Regions from separate parts of the Mus musculus genome. Here region 1 is linked to region 2. The links are chromatin contacts, called in public HiChIP or PLAC-seq maps. All regions are on one chromosome and are shown on one strand. The core of a region is the stretch at or near the end of the contact, and the rest is flanking DNA. Distances in the headings are between cores, read along the strand shown.

The links. HiChIP or PLAC-seq counts read pairs in DNA pulled down with a chosen protein or histone mark.
Region 1: a contact with region 2 is called in an H3K27ac HiChIP or PLAC-seq map of microglia, with 4 times the contacts expected there. The contact joins two enhancer-like sites. A contact is called at or near these places in 3 of 115 datasets of contacts at active chromatin or transcription factors (bone marrow-derived dendritic cells, extraembryonic endoderm stem cells and microglia).

Annotation. Positions count from the first base shown.
Region 1 is chr1:180,792,914-180,799,273 of GRCm38.p6, forward strand. No RefSeq gene overlaps it. Among named protein-coding and RNA genes, the nearest start is that of H3f3a, 18 kb to the right of the region's middle. Within about 2 kb of position 1,383, at least 110 of the 459 cell types and tissues checked have an H3K27ac peak or open chromatin away from gene starts, as enhancers often do. A contact at or near this core is called in bone marrow-derived dendritic cells and microglia, where this site is marked.
Region 2 is chr1:180,299,222-180,305,132 of GRCm38.p6, forward strand. Gm39713 (a long non-coding RNA gene) reads right to left here. Exons shown (of 4, transcript XR_865777.2): 4 at 3,981-4,033. Among named protein-coding and RNA genes, the nearest start is that of Gm39713, 6.9 kb to the right of the region's middle. Within about 2 kb of position 3,735, at least 74 of the 459 cell types and tissues checked have an H3K27ac peak or open chromatin away from gene starts, as enhancers often do. A contact at or near this core is called in bone marrow-derived dendritic cells and microglia, where this site is marked.

The DNA of each region.
Region 1 (6,360 bases), core at 133-2,632, 490 kb after region 2:
AGCCACCCCAGTGTTTGCTCAGTGGGTCCATATGGCAGTGATCATGGCAGAAAGGGTGGCAGTTATACATATGACAGCACAGGGATGACTGAACTTAACTGGCATCTACTGCTTAGTAGCAGTAGATTGGCCAACAGCAGAGACCAATGTTCAGCCCACATTGCTACCCAGCCAGGAACCTAGCCAGCCACCGAGTGCAAGCTGACCACACTGGATTCTTTCCATCATGCTAAGGACAGAGATTTGTCCTTTGTGGGTTCGGGGGATGCTTTCCTTGCCCTCAGTGTTTCAGCCGCACAGCACCTCATCACCACCGCTGTTCTCCACACAGTATTGCCTCAGAATAAGGACTCTGCTTTTCACAGAGTAGAAATGGCCTGACCTGGTTTAATCCCATACACAGGAGCAGCTGATTGCCCAGGAGCAGCTGACCTAATGGAAAGAAGGGATAAGCAGCCAGGTGCTTACTGGGCACCAATGCTTTGAATGAGGCTCTGTCTTACAAGGCAGAACGGGTCTCTGAAAGGAGATGGTAATATGGCCAACATATATGGGTCTGGGACTCAAGGGGTGGATAACATAGGGGACCCGGTCTCAAACACAGAGCAAACACCATGGGGACAGGGCCTAGGGTAGAGCAGAGGGTCAAAGTAATGCGTCATTGTGACATTTGTGTGTAGGATGCCTTCCCGTCAGCCTTCTGGGGGCCCCTCCCCATCCAATAGAAGCTAAACAGTCCCAAAGGGAAGTAGCCCCATCTCGTGACTGTCCAAGTCAACAACAGTTGCGCGAAAAGTTATTTAAGTTACCTATCTTTGGTGTTCCTAAGACCTAGCTCCTCCCCCCGGGGCGGGACGCTTAGAATTCCCTCTTCTACTGACTCAGCTCTTCAGGCCCCACGGTTACCTCAGAATTGATGACTTTGGGGCAATCTGCTACGACTGACCTTTTCCTGTCGGGATCCGCAGACTTGTAACCTCTTGAGGCCACAGTATTAGCCTAGCCAGCTTCATCAGGTGTGAAAACTCCTAGACTCCATCCCTACTTTGGGGCCTCCCAAGAGTCAGCTAGATTACCAGTCTCTCAGCTCCTTGCAGGGGACCCATGGAGACAAACCTAAAGCTAGAAGGGCATATAGTCAGGCGTAGACTGCACGCAACATGTCACCCAAGTCCCGGGGGTTTTGGAGGAGAGGGCGTTTTCGCTGAGTGGTTTAATGACCCAGACCCGTTCTCCAGGCACAAAAGACTAGGGACGGGGCCCAGCTCCGCTCCTTCCGGAGGGTACAAATCCACCCGGAGAACCAGTTTGCACCGGTCCCCAGGACACAGCAGAGGGGGCCCGAGGGAGCTTGGGGGCGTCACCGGCACGGAGGAGGAGCGGGAAGAGCCAGCTCCAGGGAGGCGTGGCTTATAGGGATGCACTGGAGCGATGGGGGACCGGAGTCAGGGCTGAGGTCAGGGCACCCGCAGGATTAGCCTTCCGACACACCACGCAGCGACCGGGATTTGCGGGAAGGAGCTGATGAGCAGCCATCTGCTGGCCAGCCTGGAGCCAGCGTGGTTGCCTTGGTGCTGCCTCAGGGTCAATGGTGCTTGGGTCAGCCAAGCCTGGCATACCTCGGACCTGTGGACTTCACGCTGAAGCTAGTGACAAATGAAATCCTAGCCACTTCTCTCTTCCCCTCCTTCCTTCCCTCCCTTCCCTCCTCAGAATCAGACTCAAGTAGATTTTTTATACATTCTCATAATTTTTATTTTATGTGCCTTGGCGCCTTGTCTGTATGTATGTCTGTGTGAGACTGTCAGAGCTCCTGGAACTAGAATTACAGTTACAGACAGTTGTGAGCTGTCATGAGGGTATTGGGAACTGAACCCAAGTCCTCTGGAAGTACTCTTACCCATTGGGGCATTCCTCCAGCCCAGTTAGGTTTTTTGTTTGTTTTTGTTTGTTTAATTTCTTAAGTCGGTTTTTCCAGATGGGGTTTTTTTCTGTGTAGCCCTGTCTGACCTGGTCTCACTCTGTAAACCAGGCTGGCTTCAAACTCATAGAGATCTGTCTTCCTCTGCATAATTAATCCTCAGAAGTGCTGGGATTAAAGGCCTGCACCACCACTGACATAATACACACACACACACACACACACACACACACACACACACACATATATATATATATATATACACACACACACACACACAGTAAGGCTAGCCTGGTCTACAGACCGAGTTCCAGGCCATCCTAGGATACAAAAAGAAACTCTGTCTCAAAAAACCAATAAACAAACAAATAAAATAAAAAGTTACATTTAGCCATCAGTGGAGGCTCACACCTTTAATCCCAGCACTTGGGAGGCAGAGGCAGGCAAATTTCTGAGTTCAGGGCCAGCCTGGTCTGCAGAGTGAGTTCCAGGACAGCCAGGGCTACACAGAGAAACCCTGTGTGTGTGTGTGTGTGGGGGGGTTACATTTATTTGTTCATCCCCTCATTCCTTTTAAGGACACGTGGAATTCAAGGACAACTTTGAAGTCACCCCAGCACCTAGAGTAGCAATGTAGGACTGGTTCCCACCAAGGCACCAAGGGGGACCAGCCCTGAACCTAACTCCTGGCATTTTGTATAGATCCATGGCCCTACGTTACATTTTGACCAATTACATCTTTCACAGAGACAGAAATTCCCCTTTTGGTTGTTTGGACGAATGGGATGATTTACAATGTACAAATATTGTCCTAATTATCCCAGGACAGACTAGGGCTGCTTTCGCTAGGCTGCTGTTAACCAACTCATCCCACCTGGCTGAGACCACACCCAACTGTTTGTTTTTTTGAGGCAGGGTTTCACTATGTAGCTCTGGCTGGCCTGGAACTTATTCTGTAGATCAGACTGGCCTGGAACTCAGAGACCTGTCTGCTTCTGCCTCCTGGGTCCTGGCTCCAATTAAAAGTTTGAGCTACTACGCCAGCAAGTGAGCAAAATGAACAGTCAGCATCTTTAATACGTCAGAAGTAAAACTTTCCCTTCCTACAGTTGCTAACACATCTGGGTAGCTTACTCAGTCACCCTTGAGTGCAGCTTCAACCGAACTCTTCTTTGTGCAACTTAATATTTCTGAAACAAGCTTACTATATATCCTTGATAACAGTGATTTATGACTGTTTCTCTTTATTGTTCCTTCCAACTTGTGGGTTCCGAGGATGAAACTCAGGTATTCAGGTTTGGTGGCAAATATTTTACCCACTACTAATCTTAACCTTTTCACTAGCCCTATTCCATGGTGGGGGTGAGGGGTGGGGGACAGCATGTTTTCATGAAGTTCAGGTACTCTCAAACTTGATATGTAGAAACAAAGATGACCTTGAATTTCTGGTCCTCCTGACTCCATTTCCTCATGCTGTTTTTATAGGCTATGACCAGTGAGCTCATGGGACTTTTGAGACTGAAGTCATACCCAGACTATCTCAAGAAAAACACACACACACACACACACACCTCTTAAAGCAAGAGTGTAGGTAAAATGCTCTGGTTATGGTCACAATTTCAATAGTCTGACAGTTTTCTGCTCAAAGCCTGAAATCTCCTCAGACCAAACACTGTTGACTATGAAGGAATGGAGCTCAGGAGTTTAACAGGGAAACAGGGTCGTTCTGTCCAGGGACAGCAGGACTCACCGGTACCCACCTGAAGTTTCAGGACTTGAAGCAGGAAGATCAGAAGGCCAGCCTGGGCTCCACAGTAGGACTGTATCTCAGTGAAACAACCCCCTCAAACACGGACCTACCTGAGACACGGGCTGGGCACTGATGAAACACAGGGCAAACCCACACCTTCTCCTTTCATGTCTGAAATGGAAATAAATACCACTGGACCACAGCCTAAGTTCCCTGTGGGAGCTGTGGCCTGAGGATCTGATCCTTGTGGTTCCCTACACCTCCCAGTGCCTGACTTGCTTTGCCTCTTGTTCCATTCAGTAACATCTTCCCTGTAGCCACTCAGACCCCAGTCCCTGGCACCACTGACCCTCTTTTCTCAGGCAGAGTCACAGCCACTACATCCACCAGGTCCTCGCCATCCTATCTTTCAAGAACATCCAGGTTGCCACCACTAAGTCCAGTGCGCTCTGTCACTGCACATTTAGCTTACTAAATGGTTTCCCATCTGGTCCTCCTTCCTGCTCTTCGTGTACTGACACACAGCAGCTGGAATGATCTCACCAATGCATCTCTTACCACCTCCTTCAGCTTGACGCCCAACCAGTGTCCTTGCAGGTCCTATGACGCCCACATGGTCTGGCTCCACATCTGTCCTCCTTGTCTTCTGTTGCAGACATGCCCATACCTACTTCTTGTTCCTTGAGCACCCCAGGCTGTCAGCAGTGATGGGAAGCAACAAGACCTGACAGACATACTTCTCTCTCCCACCCTGATCCTTGCTCTGTTTCTTCAGGAATTTACTCGAAAGACATCTTATTGATGGCAACTTGTGACAACCTCCCCACCCACGTCTCGGTACCAATTCCTTTACAACATATCTATCTCCATTTCTTTTCTCTTTAGCATTTGCCAATATATTTAATAATCTACTTGAATGCATTATTTCTCTCACCAGAATGCAGCCCTGTGGATATAAGGGCTTGTTCAGTTCTGTAGGCCCACAGCATCTCTTGGTACCTAGGAGCAGCTCATAAAGACTAGGAAAGGCAAGCAGAGCAATTCAGAAGACGTTGAAAGAAGCCCGATTGAATCAGTCAGCTTGGAGAGGAATTTTACAGCCACAACAGCTGAGTTGAATCAGTCAGCAATAGCTCAGAAAGAACTAGAAAGGGTGAGCTTATTCAGCAGCAAGTCCTCAGAGTTAAAAAAAAGGTTCTAGATTTAGATTGTATGGAGGCTAGAAGCTTCAGGGATTAGGCCTATGTTAGCAGACTGAGGCAGTAAGACCGGAGATGACAGTGAAAAACACTTATTTTTACATATATTAAGGTTATAGAAGCTTAAAGACCTGGAGGCAGGGACTGGGAGTATAGCCCAGTGGTAGAATGCACCTAGGCTCAAGGTTCAATTCTCAGTCCTGAACACAATCAATTTAAAAACAACAGGGTAGCTGGGAGTGGTGGTGCATGCCTTTAACCCTAGCACTTGGGAGGCAAAGGTAGGCAGATCTTGAGTTCAAGGCTAGCCTGGTCTACAGAGCAGGTTAGAGTTGGGTCATGGTGATGCATACCTTCACTTCTAGCACGTGAGTTCTGCTAGGTCTACATAGTGAATTCTAGGCTAGCTAGGGATACAGAGAGATCCAGTCTCCAGAACAAAGGAAAAGAACAGGGGCTGGTCCAGAGACAGCCCACCAGTTCAGAGAACTTGTTGGTCTTGCAGAGGACTGGGGTTTCATTCCCAGGCCTCCCATGACGACTCACAATGAAGCATAACTCTGGTTCCAAGAGGTCCTATGGCCTCTTCTGACTTGTCTGGACACTTCATGAAAATATTGCATGCACATACATGTAAGCAAGACATCCATGCATCTAATGTGATATCCTATTTTGGATGGAGTTGTGTGTGTGTGTGCTTTTTTTTTTTGTTTTTAATGTTTTCTGTACATTGGTGTTTTGCCTGCATATATGTGTGAGAGTGTTGGATCCCCTGGAACTGGAGTAACAGTTGTGAGCTGTCTTGTGAGTGCTGGGAATAGAACCCAGGTCTTCTGGAAGAGCAGCCAGTGTTCTTATTACTGAGCCACCTCTATAAACTCTAGGTTTTGTTTTGTATGAGAAAATGTCTCTTTATGAAGCCCTGGCTTTTCGGTGCTGGGATTAAAGGTATGTGCCACTGTGCCCTGCTTAGATGCACCTTGGAGAGTAAAAGCTGATGGGAAAGGTGGGGGAAGGGAAGAAAATGATGGAGCAGATGGTGAGGAGCCTGTTTATTCTGCTGTCTGTGTGGGGGGTGTGTGTGGCCATGTGTGTGTGTGTGTGTGTGGTGTGTCTGTGGTCTTGTGTGTACCCATGTGTGTGTGAGTCTGTAGTCTTGTGTGTAACCTAGTGTGTACCTGTCTATGTGTGTCTGTGGTCTTGTGTGCACCCGTGTGCGCGCCTTGGGTGTGTGTCTGTGATTTTGTGTGTGCCTGTGCGTATGTTTGGAGGTCCCAGCTAAAGTTAGGAATGCTCTTCACCTTATTCATTGGGGCAGGATCTTGCAACTGATGTCCAAAGTGGCTGACAGGGCTCGTCAGACTAATGGTTTTCTTGGGGAATCTGTCTGTCTTCCTAACACTGTAATTACACCTGGCATTTAGTCGGTTTGTGGGGATGGGGAATTCAGCCCTGATGCTTGTGTGCGCTTAAGCTGCTCAGTCACTTCC
Region 2 (5,911 bases), core at 2,485-4,984:
AATTGCCAGTTTGGTGGTTTTTATCTTCTCTCTAGGCTGATGCCCAAGACTTTAAAATAACACTGTTAGTCTCCAGTGCTCTTGTTACAAAGCAGGATCTTTATCTTGTTTCTCACAACCCTGTTCATAGATCCATAGACAGACAGACAGAAAGACTGAATGAATTACACACACAAAGCCAAGTATAGGATCTCACTTTTTCTTTTAAGTTTTTGTTTTGTTTCTCAAAACAGTTTCTCTCTATAGCCCTGGAAGTCCTCGAACTCCCATTGTAGAGTAGGCTGGCCTTGAATTCAGAGATCTGCCTTCCTCTGCCTCCTGAGTGCTGGGATTAAAGCCATGCACCACCACTGCCCAGCTTGGGTCTTACACTTTTAAAAACTCAGCATTTAACAGTAGCAAGGATTGCCTGGTTTACTTAGTGAGTTCCTGGCTCCCAGAGCTACATGAGATTTTGTCTCAAAACCACAAAATAAATAAATAGCTTTACCTAAAGGGCCTGGTGATCGAATATGTGTTGTGTATGCATGGGGCCTTGGGTTCCATCACCAAAATTAAAATCAGATGAAAATCACATTTATTGTGGAGTGGTTTTAAAATACCAGGCAAACATTTACAAAGGTAGCTAATCTTTCATTACTAATGACAGCATCCAAAGTCCAGGGCATGTCAGTGTGTGTCCCCAGAGTGACACAAACAAGCGCAACGCTTGAGTCTTGAAAACCTGTATTCAAAGCCAGGCACGGAGGTACATGCCTTTAATCCCAGCACTAGAGAGGCAGAGACAGGCAGATCTCTGTGAGTTTGAGGACAGCTTGGTCTACAAAACAAGTTCCAGGACAGCAAGGGCTGGCTATGCCTTTGTCTCAAAAAATCAAGAGAAAAAAAAAAAAAAACCCTGTATTTAATGTCTTCTGAGTAGCTAGCTTCTCATCAGTAGGAGGCTGTGTCTGTCTGTCTGTCTGTCTGTCTGTCTGTCTCTCTCTCTCTCTCTCTCTCTCTCTGTGTGTGTGTGTGTGTGTGTGTGTGTGTGTGTGTGTGCAAACACCTTTAGGCAATGAGCCATCTTGTCCATCCCAATTCTACTCTAAAGAAAAAAAATGAGTGAAATTCACATGACATAAAATTAATCATTTTATTTCATTTTGTGGAGTTGAGGGTCAAACCCAGGGCCTTGCACATAGGCAAGCAAACCTTCCCCCTTGATCTACTTACACAGCCCAAACTGACTGTTTTGGAATAAATGACTCAATAGTGTTTGGTAGTGCGTGGTGTTGTAAGATGCTTGGCTATACCTAGTTCCTGAATTTATCCACCACTGCACAGCAACACTCAGCCCTAATTAAGCCGTGTCTTAATTCCCTGTGTCTGCAGCCTCTATCACTCACCCATCTGAGTTATGCCTCTCTGGGTTTATTGGCTCTAAATATTTCGCATAAATGGACTCAAACAAGACGTAGCCTTATATGGCATGCTTTCAAGACCATTTCATGTTGTAGCATGTATCAGATCTTCCATTTTAAGACTCACATATATCCCACCAGTCCTGTGTGTGTCTGTGAGCATGTATCCAAGACATCGGATCTGCAGAACTAATCAATGGTGCCATCCACTGACAGATTCAGAATTTGAATAGACAGTTGGTAGGCGCTGCAACTATGGAAGGTAGGAGTGTGGGTCACAGGGTCTTTGAAGAATAGTAACTTGCATGGCCTCGTCCTCTTTGCTCATGTTCAAGTGAGAGGCTCCAGTTTAGAATAAGTGTCTATCATGATGTCTTACACAGGCCTAGGGATAGTAATGGCAGCTGCCCATAGACGAACGTCTAAAGCTCAGAGCCTGTGGTGGTTTGAATGGCATACATAGGCACATATGCTTGAATATAACTCTGTCCCTAGTTAGTGAAACTGTCTGCAAAGAATTAGGAGGTGTGGCCTTGCTGGGAGAGGTGTGGCCTTGCAGGGAGAGGTGTGTCACCGGGAGTGGGCTCTGAGGTTTCAAAGGCCCTTTCCAGAGCTCCCTCTGACTTCCCCCACCCCCCACCCTGTGAATCAGGATTTAAAGCCCTCGGGTATTCTGCTGCCCCTGCTGTGATGATCATAGACTGAAACTCTAAAAATTGTAAGCAGGCCCCAAATTAAATGCTTTCTTTCATAAGAGCTGCCTTGATCATGGTGTCTCTTCACAGCAATAGAAGAGTATCTAAAACAAACAAACCTTCCCTCTCTTTACATTGTTTCCTTGGGTATTTAAATGAGGGCAAACATGACTAACATACCAAATATGTGTAATGCAATTTGCTTTTCCAGCTAAGCCTGATGCATGTTCGGGTTGAGCCCTGTACTTTTAGTAAGAACTCTGTAAAGGACATATGCAAAGATCTAGACGTTTATTGACAAAGTCTCATCTGAACTTACACTATTAGGCTACACTAGAGACTATGTAATGCCTTCAAGTGCTCTACACTATAAATGTTATAACTAAGAAAGGCTGGTTATAATTACACTCCACAGAGTCAGGTATATAGGGCTGTAACCTATAATCCCAGCACTTAAGAGGCAGGAAGATCACCCTCAAGTTCAAGGTCAGCCTGGTCTACATAGCGAGTTCCAGATCAGTCAGGACTACCTAGTAAGGCCCTATTCCAAAAACAGAAAGATTCCCTTCCACCTTTGCCTTTCAGTCTTATATATAAGACAATCAGTGGGGCTGTAGCTCAATGCTAGAGACCTCCCTTGCATGTATCAAGCCCTAGGTCCAATCCTCAGGCCGGAAAAACAAGCTATATAGACAATTAGGACAGGAGACAGACCCATGTCTCAGAATTGTCCCAAATGTCGGTGGAAAGGAGTCACACATTTTGCACAGGAGACGGGAAGAGTCTGAAAGCACACACCACCCGGTCTACAAATCTAGCCCTGCCTCTTTACACAGTCATTGACGAAAGACGGACTGTGTGGTAAACGGCTGCTGGTCCACAGGAACCAGCCTGGTCTGCAGGGACTACTCTACAAAGTCTTTGATGAGACATTCAAAATTTTTTCTCTGTGGATCCTGTGGCCTGCAAGGTGGCTTTCCTGGCCATGGTGGGCATGATGGGGTAGACAGGGAATGTTTGATGGGGGAGGCAGGCAGCACAGCCTTGTGCTCTAAGGACAAGCTTTCCCAAGAGGAATGTAACATGAATGCTGTTCTAGTCACACCCAAATCCTGGGCAAAGGTTCCCTGCTGTGAAAACTGCAGCAAATCGTCTCCCAAAGGGCAGCCACCAAGACCGGAGTATCGGAGTATCACTGCTGTCCCTGCTCCAGGGGAACAAGAGGACTTCCTTCTTACTTTCTTCACACCCAGAAATGACACAGCCACATCTCTCTGTCGTGCCTATGGTTCCAGCGACTCTAGAGACCAGCCCTAGAGATCAGAGCCCCTTCAAGGCGTCCCTTCAAGTCTCACAAAGGCAGCTCCTGACTTCACTGGACAGCGAGGACTTTTGACTGCATGCTCTGTGGTTTCCTGTTCATCTCATCCATATGAAAGGTGGTGGCTTATCACAACAGCGTCAAGATGGGAAATACATTTTTATGCAAGCCAAGGCCAAAGCTGAGGAGCTGGGGGTGGGGGGCAGGGCTAAGGAGATGAGGGGGAATGGGAAGTTCAAGGCTGACACACTGCAGGCCAGAGAAGCAGCCTTCGCTCTTTTCCGGCCCTAAGAATAAAAACTCCCTGATAGGGCGGCGTTCTTCTTCCCTATTATGGACATGTGGTTTGGACCTGGAGAACAATTGTTCCCTATAAACAGAGGTGGGCAGCCCTGCTTTCCCTTCCTTTTCCTTTGAGAGTCATACAGGCTGATGTGGCCCTAGACACCCTCCAACTACAGATTACACTCTGTTTGAATTAATAAAACCTTGTTGGGTTTATTGCTGGTTTTAGGGCTCAGTCCCTTATTTGGCTTTGAAAAAGGATACATCTCTGCTGATTCATAGCTCCCCTATTGTACTGGACACATGAAGGATATAAGGACACCCGGAGCCTGGGAACAAGGGGACAAAAGAATCAAATGACAAAGTGAAGGGGTGGAAGCCATTGATGCCACCCTGAGTCTGTCCCTGTGTGCCTAAGCACAAATGCTCATTAAATGACACTTCTGTTGATAAGAAGGGGCTTCTGGGGGCTGGGAGTTTATCCAGGTACACGGTGTTAATGTAGAGAGAGGTCCACGGATGATGGGGGGGGGCTTTGTAGTCACATAAGGATGGGCTAAACTAACCAGCTCTTTGTGTACCCCAAGGATCACTGTCCCCTCTGAACCTCAGCTTCCTTACTTGCAAAGCCAGATGAAGAACACAGAGGAAAGGGGTGGCCAGTGGAACACAGCAGTGCAGGGAGGGGGCCTTTGGGGGAGACTGGCTGGCAAGCCAGCAAGTGACCCCTTAGGGTCACAGCTAACCAGGCAGAGGCACCACGGGTTAGATTCAGTCACTACGGGTAGTACCGGCTTTGTAATCTGATTTCACACTCTATCAGAACACCCTGTTTTCAATAGGTTAATTAATGTTAGTCTGACTCATAGATGAGAGACTACCCTGTCACTGATGCAAATGAGACATTTTGGCCTCTGGAAAACCCTGTGCTCTGAGCACTCTTAGTTGATGGGGAAGCACGGAGGAAATGTGGTTGAGAATCAGTGAGACTAGATGGTGCTAATTAAATGAGATGGTCTATTAGCTGCTTACGTCACAGTTCTCTTCCCTATACATCACACCAAACAACTTTCCTTTCCTGTTGTTGAGTGTCCGTTCATTCACTTTCCCCTTCTATGCATACTTCTTAACAATGCTCAAATTTTTAATCTAGAATCGTGGGCACACTCACTGACCCATAGGTATCTATGAGACAAGTGCCACTTGCAAGTTCTGTTCTTCTCTAGCTATAATAATAATAATAATAATAATAATAATAATAATAATAAAAGATACTTATCCCATACCCCAGACAAACCATCAGTGAAGGCAGATGTATGACTTCATCTGACCCCGTTAGATCTTGAGAATCTTATTGGGTGTATAGAGGTGGAGCACTCTCCTTTGGTCGGGCCTCTGTAGTTTGTAGATTTGAACCTGAAATATGGTTAGCAGCCAACTTGCCTCTCTAAGGATGTAGTTGAGGAAGACAGGACCCAGAAAACCATGGGCAATAGGCCTGGAGTTCTGATCAAGCTCTTTATGTAGCCCACTTCTCCTAAACAAATGCTTCCCAAAGGGGAGGGGAGAGAGAATCTGCCATCCACCTAACTTCAAGCCTGCGGACTTAGGCCAGGAATAGACCACATAACCTGCTTTTTTACTTGATAGAATTCACCTCTCTGCTCCTCCAGGTCTCCAGCTGCTTCACTTCAGGTCCAAGGGCTTCCCAGCCTCTGTAGTTGTGGAGACCAACACCTGCTAATATGTCTGCCCTATTTCCCTGATGATCTCCTGCTTCCTGAGCCCACATGTACAGCCATCCCCTGGAGACCTCTGACCCACACAGAATGGGCCAGAGAAAAAGTTGCTAGTTGCTGAGGCTCTGTCCACTGCAGATGGGAAACAGTTGCATCCCTCCACAACAGCTCCTGTGGGCTGTGTATGTGTTTGTCAGTGAGCTCCGTGGTCTTGCTTTGTACCTATAGTGAGGCAGAACATCACAGCAAAAGCCTAAGACTGAAGTATCAAGTATTCTGTTCACCTCATGATAGCCAAAGAGAATGATGCAAAGAGTGTCATTTTATACTAAAAACACACTTTAAGCTTTAAAAAACAAAAACAAGGAAAACACCAGGCAACTAAGAACAACAACTGTCTTTGGCTACAGGGTTCAGGTACCTCAAGGAACGTGCCCTGCAGTGGCCTAACTTCTCACTGGGTTAAAA